2 separate regions of the Sus scrofa genome follow, and region 2 is linked to region 1. Evidence: chromatin contacts called from public Hi-C data. All regions are on one chromosome and are shown on one strand. The core of a region is the stretch at or near the end of the contact, and the rest is flanking DNA. Distances in the headings are between cores, read along the strand shown.

Evidence for each region. A called contact is a pair of places that touch in the nucleus more often than the background predicts.
Region 2: a contact with region 1 is called in a Hi-C map of skeletal muscle, with 9 times the contacts expected there. The contact joins the promoter of C14H1orf198 here to the promoter of DISC1 in region 1. A contact is called at or near these places in 1 of 5 promoter capture datasets (fetal liver) and 2 of 47 Hi-C or Micro-C datasets (liver and skeletal muscle).

Annotation. Positions count from the first base shown.
Region 1 is chr14:58,961,477-58,966,074 of Sscrofa11.1, forward strand. DISC1 (disrupted in schizophrenia 1 protein) reads right to left here and starts at 2,478. Exons shown (of 13, transcript XM_021073577.1): 1 at 2,031-2,478.
Region 2 is chr14:59,514,200-59,518,797 of Sscrofa11.1, forward strand. It overlaps C14H1orf198, which reads left to right and starts at 2,555. Exons shown (of 4, transcript XM_001927098.5): 1 at 2,555-2,939. The coding sequence starts at 2,607.

The sequences.
Region 1 (4,598 bases), core at 1,228-3,727:
GATCTAACATAGGTCTGCTCTGAACCACAGCTTTTCTCCAGAACTTCAGTTTGGCCAATGGTTGAGAACACAAATGTGAGAGGCAGGCACACCACAGGTTTGTTTTTTTTTTTTTTTTTTTTTTTTTTTTTGACCACAACCTTGACTTGGCGAGGGATCGAATCCCAGCCACAGCAGCAACCTGAGCCATAGCAGTGACAACACCAGATCCTTCATCCAAGGAGCCACCAGGGAACTTCCCTGGCTCTACCCTTAACAGCTATAGACTTTGGAAAAGAAGCAGTTTTGTACAGAGAAAATGAAGGTTGTGAGTATCTGCCTTACAGAGGTTTGGGGTGGATTTCATCAAAGCAACTCCTAACAGACTGCCTGGCCATTGCAGCCTCTAAAAAACTGTACATATCATCATTCTCTCCTGGTAGCAGTGATGTCGTCAATTTGCAAAGTGACTCATACCTCGAGATGTGCTCAGATCTTTCACCTCATTGGATCCTCGGGCAGCTCTATCAGTCCAAAAAGTCATAGCCCTCATCTTTCTTTTTTCTTTTTTTCTTTTTTTTAGCTGCACTCAAGGCATACGGAAGTTCCCGGGATCTTCTCAGGGATTGAACCCAAGCCTCAGGAGAGACAATGCTCGATCTTTAACCCACTGTGCCACAGCAGGAACTCCCTTTCATCTTTGTTAATAAACAGATAAGGAAACTGAGGCTCTAGGTCACACAGCTTAGAAAGCAGATCCAGGCCTTTTTTTGCTCAGTGACAGAATTTCAAGTGACCCTCAAAAGCCTTCACGGGCCATGCTGGGGCTTAATAACATTAAACGCCTTTTCAAATACTCTGCTATTCATACTTGAATCAAATCAAACTGATTTTTCTACATCACTCCAAAATAATTGGGTTTTGATTAGTAAAAAGAGCAGCTCAGGTTATTATTTAGAGAGTACTGTGTATTTCAGCACTGGGCTGGGCACTTTAAACCCACAGCAACCCTAGAGGTAGCATTGTCATTGTCCCCATCTCATAAATGGAGCAACTAAGGCACATCTCAGGATTGAGATGCAGGCTGACCATCCCCAAGCCCAGCTCTTAAGACTCTGGTATTATCCAAATCGCATTTGCCTAACTGACCATACATTTTGCAAAGGGCTTTCACACACAACAAAACTAGGCACAGGGTGGGGACGGGTGAGTAGTGTTCTCTTCTACATTTAGGAAACGGGGGCTCAGAGACGTTAAGGGCTCTGTCAAAGTTAGTGGGTCCTCTTCTGGCCCAGCAAGAACATACAGCCAGCACCCCTGACTCCAACGCTCTTTCTCTTCCCAAAGTCTCAGGTTCCTTTGCACGCATTTCAAAAGCGAGAGGGTAGGGGAGCTCTTGCCATTCCTGAAAAGCAGCCGTGCACTTAATGGCCCTCAGCGTCACCCCCGAGCTTTGACAGCGAGAGCCGTGCTCCGAACGGTGGAAGCAGAGCGGTCTCTCGGAGCCTGCGTGGGCGTTACTACCGCGGAGGAAATGGGAGGTGAGATTGTCCGCAAAGCAGCCCCCTTGAGGCGGTGCCAGCACCACGTCCCTCATTCCACCCCCGAACCCCTCCCTCCATGTCCCAGATGGGGTGAAACCCGAACCCCGGCTGGGTGTCCCGACTCAGTCTGGGGGGGGGGGGAGAGGAGGGGAACAGGGCGGCGGGGTTGTCCCCTTGTCCCGCGGGCGTGCGAGTGAGGACGCAAAGCGACGGAGGGAGCAGTCCCCGCATGCATCCAAACCTGAACGCGCCCCTTCCTGGGCCACCAGGACACACGGGGGCGGAAAAGACCTGGACAGCTCCCCAAACTGAAGCTCCAGGGATCTCAGCCCAGCCTTCGGGGGAACCTGACCCGACATCAACCCCAACTCTGCACACCACGCGCCCTGCCTCAGTTTCCCTCACCCCACAAGGGTGCACCGAACCCAAGTTGTCAACAGAGGCGCACCCCAGATCTGCACCCTCCCCGCCCGGCTTCTGCCGGGCCGCCGTGACAGCAACCCCTACCTGCGCGGTGGCCCCCGGCGCCACCGCCGGGGCGCCCTGGGGATCCCCGCCCAGCATGCGCCCCGCCCGCTGCTCCCGCTCCGCCTCCGCCGCCTCCAGCTCCTCAGCTGCCGGCCGCTCGGTGCGCCCAGAGGCCCGACGCAGAAGGAAGCGAGCGGCCAAACCGGACGGGAAGTGGGGAGGGGGCTGGCGAGGAAGGGGGAGGCTCCTTCCTTCTCCCGGGCGGGGCGGGCGGTTTCCTCTCCAGCTTCAGCCCCGGCACGCGCGCGCGCACATACACACGCGGGCACACGCGCGCGCGCGCGCTGGGGCGGGCGGGGCTGGTAGGCCGGCAGCTTGTGTCCCGGACCTCAGAAAGTTTGCTTTTCACTCTCGCTCTTTGCTGGCCGAGAACCAGAGGGGAAGTGCGGTGGGGAGAACGGGCGTTTGGGGAAGAAGAGACTGAGAGGCCTTCCTAGAGGGAGAGGGACGTCCGCAAAGCTGCCTCCCAGACACAAATTAGGGAAGTGGCCGAAGAGCTGATGGACGTGATCGAGGGGATATGTTTAGCAAGGGACGCGGGGAAGGAGGACGTGGGGAAAGAGCGGGGCGAGCAGTTCAGAATGAAATGAGACCCACTGTTTGAAGCTCCTGGCAGCACTGGACGGGTCCTTCGCACGTTAGGCAGCCAGCCCAGGACACAACTGTGATCCGTGCGGAGCCCTTAAGCCAGCCAACTCACCTCCTCCTCCGTCACGGTTCATTCTTCGTTGGGGGAGGCACCTGGAGCATCACTGAGGCTGCAGCTGCCAGAAATGGTTCTTGCCCTTAGGACGCTCCCCTCCAGGGGAAGATGAACACCTGCTATAAAACTTGGCATGTGAATACTCTTGTGTATGGGATGGATGGTCAGGGGGACTTGCCCAATAGCACAGGGAACTCTAACTGGGTATTCTGTGGTAAACTATATGGGAATGGATATGTGTATATGGGTTACAGAATCACTTTGCTGTACAGCAGAAATTAACACAATATTGTAAATCAACTACACTTCGGTAAAATCTTAAAAAAAATAAATAACAGGAGTTCCCGTTGTGGCTTAGCAGGTTAAGAATCCATCTAGTATCCATGAGGATGCGGTTTCCATCCCTGGCCTTGCTCAGTGGGTTAAGAACCCGGTATTGCTGTGAGCTGCAGTGTAGGTGGCAGATGTGGCTTGGATCTGGTGTTGTTGTGGCTGTGGTATAGGCCAGCAGCTACTGCTCTGATTCAACCCATAGCCTGGGAACTTCCATATGCCGCAGATGCGGCTCTAATAAGAAAAGGGAAAAAAACAAAAAAAACACTAAATAGCAGTACAGTTGAATTTGCCATGGCCAGAGGTTTGGCACAAAACATTGCAGAAGTTTGGGATAAGAGGGAGTGTTGTGAAGAGGGGTCAGAAGGGCTCCCTGAGCATTCTCTTGTGGCACAGTAGGTTTAGGGTCAGCCTTGTCTCTGCATCGACTCCGGTGGCTGTTGCAGTGCGGGTTCAGTCCCTGGCCAGGAAACTTCCACATGCCGTGGGTGCCACCAATAAAGGGGGGGAGGGGTCCAAGGAGGGAGGGACAGGAAGAGAGAGACAAAGGAAAGAACGAAGGGAAGGAGGAAGGAAGAGAGGCTGGCTCCCAGGAGGAAGGGGAAGGATCTTGTTACAACTAAAGAAGGCTCAAGGTCTTTCGAAAGATTAGACCCTTGTGAGTGAAACACCTGGATGTGCTTAAAAGTCGGAAGGTTGTGGGACAGAATGACTATGAAGGTTGATATGCAGGACGTGGGAAGGTGGCAGAGGAACAAAAAGTTGGATCTGCCCAAATGTAATGAGGTAGACCACGAAGCAGTGATCCGGATTCAATACTGTAGTCTCAGAGACTGGAGAAAGCCCTGTGTGTCACCTAGATGAGGCAACCATGGGGCAAGAGGGGACCTCCGCTAGAGATGAAGTGGAAGTGCCAGAGCTGCGGGGGTATACTGTTAAGGAATTATCTAAAGGCTTAGGGAGGTTGAAATCTTAGAGGGGATTTATCACATAAGACCTGCTTACTCACGCCGAGAAGTTCCAGAACATACCCCAGTTCATCAGGACTCTGGGAAATAATTTGCAACCCAGCCTCCCTGGTCAGTCTTCTCTGTAGGTCAGAGATGACAGTAGGAACTGAACCACTGAACTGGGATCCTTAAATGCAGTGGGGATAATTGGATCCCAGCGTGGCTGGGGCCAAATGGGGGTGATGAATTGCCCAGGGTGGGCATGGTTCCTGCAATGGACAGCAGAGTCAAAGCAGAGGTCAGCACAGTCTGACTTCCATAGACCTATGGATACTGAAAGTGAAAGAGAAGAGAATTCTACTCAATTCTTTTTTTTTTTTTTTTTTTGCAGCCCCCACAGCATGTGGAAGTTCCGGGGCCAGGAATCGAACTTGCACCACAGCGTGACCCTAGCTGCTGCAGTGACAGTGCTGGATCCTTAACCCAGTGTGCCACCAGAGACAAGAGAACTCTATGAAGTCTTCCTTTGGTTTTTATGACAGCTTCTTCATTCCCACATAT
Region 2 (4,598 bases), core at 1,305-3,804, 550 kb after region 1:
TTTCTTTCTTTCTCTCTTTTATCTATCTAGCTAGCTATCTAGCTTTCTATCCATCTATCTCCTAATTTCATTAAAGTCATCTGTCAGAGCCATTTAGTTCCCTTGAGTTTCCTTTATAATCTAGAAGAATTCTCCTTTTAGTTACCCTTATCACCCAGATCGTGGATTTTACATACTTTGGCTGATGTCCCTCATTTATCTCATATTATATTTATATTATGACTTCTCTGGCAATAAATTATATTTGATCTGAAACAACTGGGTTATGTTTTTGCAAGCAACATTTATTTTTGCAACTGCTGTGAAAACCACATGGGACCAAGTTCCTAACAGCACAGAACCCCTTCTATGTGACTTACAAATCTACTTCAAAAATGTCAATTAAATTTCAAGAATACATCTTTAAACATCACTCACCCATTAAACAAGGGCTAAAGGGGGAGAAAGTGGGTTTCAGTGAGCATCAACTTAAACTGAGATAAAATAGTACCCAAACCCTCAATCATCTCCTGGCTTCCTAAATAATTCTTCACATACTGTGCAACCTAGGTTATTATTTGGTGGCTTTTCTCAGTGCTTTTCAATATATTATGTTGATAACACTGTTGACAGCGGTATCATTTATTGTAGAGCTTGTCACATTTGACATTCTGAAAATATTTTCTTAGGAATCTGGGCCAAAAGATAAGGCCATCTCACATTTAAAACAGAATTTTGCAAGATATCTCCATGACTGTTTTATTACTAATTATTTTTTGAGATAACATTGACTTATTTTATAAACTTCAGAATTTTCCAAGTGTTACTTTATTTTTTTATTTTATTTTATTTTATTTTTTGTCTTTTTGCTATTTCTTGGGCCGCTTCCTCGGCATATGGAGATTCCCAGGCTAGGGGTCTAATCGGAGCTGTAGCCACCGGCCTACGCCAGAGCCACAGCAACGCGGGATCCGAGCCGCGTCTGCAACCTACACCACAGCTCACGGCAACGCCGGATCCTTAACCCACTGAGCAAGGGCAGGGACCGAACCCGCAACCTCATGGTTCCTAGTCGGATTCGTTAACCACTGCGCCACGACGGGAACTCCTCCAAGTGTTACTTTAGACGCAAAGCTCCTTAGTAACACCTGAAATACGGTCTTTTTTGTTTTAAATGTGGACATTTAATCTAGTCCGAGACCTGTTACAGTGTTGTGCAAATCAGCCAAGATAGAAAAGCAGACAGGGCTCTGCACAACTTTGATAGATGTATTCTGGGACACACCTGGCCCCCAACTACTGGGATGCCTATGAAACGACTCCTCTACTCAACTACTCCTCTGCCTGAAAACTTTCTGCTGCTCTTCAGTTGGTTTGCAAACATCCAACTGCCAAGAGTTTTGCGATTTCTGAGATTCCAAAGGAAATCTTGGAGAACGCAAAGGCCACTCGGCAGGCTTCGGAAAAACGCCTTCACCTGCAGAAGCAAAGCGAAGAACAGATTCACCAGCCCGCCGGCCCGATGCCTGCCCAGAAGTTCCGAGCTCTCTCCTTTTGGGGAAAAGCGCTATAAGGATAAGCTACCTGGCGCTTCATTTTACTCCTGTCTTTTCAGGAGGCGCGGGAAATGATTTTCTTTAAACACTCCCGACACCAGTCCAGTCTCCCCAGCTCTCTTCCGTGCCCTCGCTGCCCGGCGCCCACCCCTTCTATCAGCTCACCGCTCTGGGACCCTGGCCCAGGTCTTGGGATGGCTCAAAGAAAGCGAAGATGGCTCAACGGGGACAGGGACATGATAGGAATAAGGCGGCCGTTGGCTCAGTCCAGAAATGCCGGGCTTTCTTAAGCACAGCGGAGGGAGAGAAAAGTTTCCTTTGTCAAGCGACCACGTGGCGCTATGGCGGTCACTACCAGCAATCCTGCCAGAACGCCGGGTGCAGACTTGGGGACACGCCAGTCATCTCCCGCGCTGGCCAAGGGAAGCCCCGAAAAGTGGAGGCACCACGGAAGCCGAAGACAGCAGATCTGGAGGATGCTGTGAGGAGCGGAGGGCGGGATCCTTGGGGGGGTGCATGGGGCGGGATTCCCGGGGGTGGGAGGATGCGGGAGGCGGTGTTCCTGAAGGTGGGGGCCGCGGAGGGTGGGGTTCTCGGGGGCGGGGTGGACGGATGCAAGGGGCGGGGTTCCGGGGGTGGGGGCGTAGGGGGCGGGGTTCCCGGGGTGGCACGCAGGGGGCGGGGTTCCCGAGAGTGGGGGCCGCGGAGGGCGGGCCTCCCGGGGATAGGGACGCAGTGGGAGGAGTTACCGGGGTTGGGGCATGAGAGGTGGGGTTCCAGATGCGGGGGGCCCACGGAGGGCAGGGTTCCCCGGGGGTGGGGGGCGCAAAGTGCGGGGATCCAGGAGGAAGAGGTGGGCGTGAGCAGGGCTCCCGGAAGCAGCGGGGCGCGGAGGGCGGGGTCGCCGGAGTTGGGCGGGCACGGGGTGGGACTGCAGGAGGTGGGCGGGCTCGGGAGGCGGGGTTCCCGGGGGCAGTGGGGCGCTGCTCGCGGGGCGGCGCGGGGGGCGGTGCTCGGGCCGCAGGGCGGGGGTGGGGGCGGCGCGGGCGGGGAGCGACGGGCTGGCAGGGCATGGCGTCCATGGCGGCGGCGATCGCGGCCTCGCGCTCGGCGGTCATGAGCGGGAACCGGCCTCTGGACGACAGGGAGCGGAAGCGCTTCACCTACTTCTCGTCGCTGAGCCCCATGGCCAGGAAGATCATGCAGGACAAGGAGAAGATCCGGGAGAAGTACGGGCCCGAGTGGGCGCGGCTGCCGCCCGCGCAGCAGGACGAGATCATCGACCGGTGCCTGGTGGGGCCGAGCGCCCCCGCGCCCCGCGACCCCGGGGACCCCGAGGAGCTCGCGCGCTTCCCCGGGCTGCGCGGGCCCACGGGCCAGAAGGTGGTGCGCTTCGGGGACGAGGTAAGTACGGGCCGGGCCCCTACCCGCGCCCCGAGCGCCCCCGGCCGGGCGGACACCTGCCGGCTAGTGGCCGCCGCCGGCAGGCGCGCGGGCAGGGGCTGCAGAGGAGAAGGTGCAGGACCCGGAGTGGGTGGGAGGGACGGCCCAGATCCGGAGCTCTGGGGGCCGGGGCTCCCGGGGATAGTTTGGAGTATCTCAGAGAGGAGGTCTTTCTAGACCCTCCACCGCGACTTGCCCCGCCGGGCAGCATGGGACCCGAAACCGCTCCCAGAGCTAAAAGGCAGACCGAAGTGGCAAGAAGAGCAAGGGATTAAAGCCAGGCAAACCTGAGTTCTGTTCCACTCTGCCATTTAGCTGTCTGGCCATGGGTCACCTAACCTCTTGGGGCCTCTGTACCCCCGGGGAAACCGGGAATAGTAGTACCCATCCCAGGCCTGCCAGGGAAGGCGATCAGCAAGTTGTATATATATATATATATATTAATATTAATTATATATATATATTAATATTAATTGATGAGCTGTGTGGGGAGCGTGAAATTGTGAAGATAACAAGCAGGAAGAGGTGCCTTCCAGGGTTAGGAGGCAAAATCCGAAGCCCTAAGATGTTTCCGAGGAATCGTGCTGTGAAGCTTTGTTTTGGGAGTGAGCTTGGTGGTCCCGTTTTCCCACCAAAAAGCTAATGTAGACGTTTACACAAGCCCTGGGAAGACTTTGGTACATATAAGGGCATGCATGGGCCTCTGACCTAGACATTCATTGTGCCGGGACTTTTTGGAGGGGCGGTCATTGTGAAGGGAGAAAAGACTCAGACCCCAGGGAAGAAACCTCAGGGATGACCCACACAAAATTGTTCTGTGCTGCCCAGAAAGTTGGTCTTTTTCTTGGGAATGTGGTTACCTAAAACCTGTTGGGTGCCATTAGAATTTGCCTTCAAACTCAACTTTTGCTGTGAAGGTCAAAGTGGGACAAGCAGACTGAGAGGTTGGCATCCTGTGAGGGCCTGGAGGCTGCGGGGAGGAGGGGCTGGGCTTGGAGAGGTTTTCCGAGGAAGTTGTGAACGGTGGAAGGAATTCTAGTTAAGAATGAGGCTTAAATCTGAGTTTTAGGCGTGGGTGTGCTGAGACACTTATTAATACAAAATGTTTGTGGCTATAAACCCACTTGAATGCGAGGGAAGTGTGAGAGGACGGAAATATGCTGCCAGCGTTGCCATATCCTGACAGAATTAAAAGAAAAGTCTCAGAAGGCTTTGCCAGGAAAAACGAGGGTGTGGTAAACGGAAGAGATGAGAATATAGGTTTGAAATATATTCCTAGAGCTGAAACATTTTTAGTGTGAAAACATGCACCTCTCCAAAGACATTTGCAGGGTTGGTGCTCAGATCTGGGTGATGGAAAAGCAGGCAGGCCCTCTTTGGAAAAGTTAGGAATACATGACTTATGCGAAGACATAAACCTGCAAGTACTTAGAGATGTTGGAGCGTGACTGTCATTTTCCCTGAGCTTGCTGTCCGGCTAAGAATATACACATGCCTGCTCATCATCAACAAGCCCAGGCCCTAAAAGGGCCCAGTGTGGCTGATAAGGGAAGAAGACATGGCCAATTTTCTACTCTTGATTCCTTACCTGGGCGTCAGACCAAGCTGTTAGTGAATTTG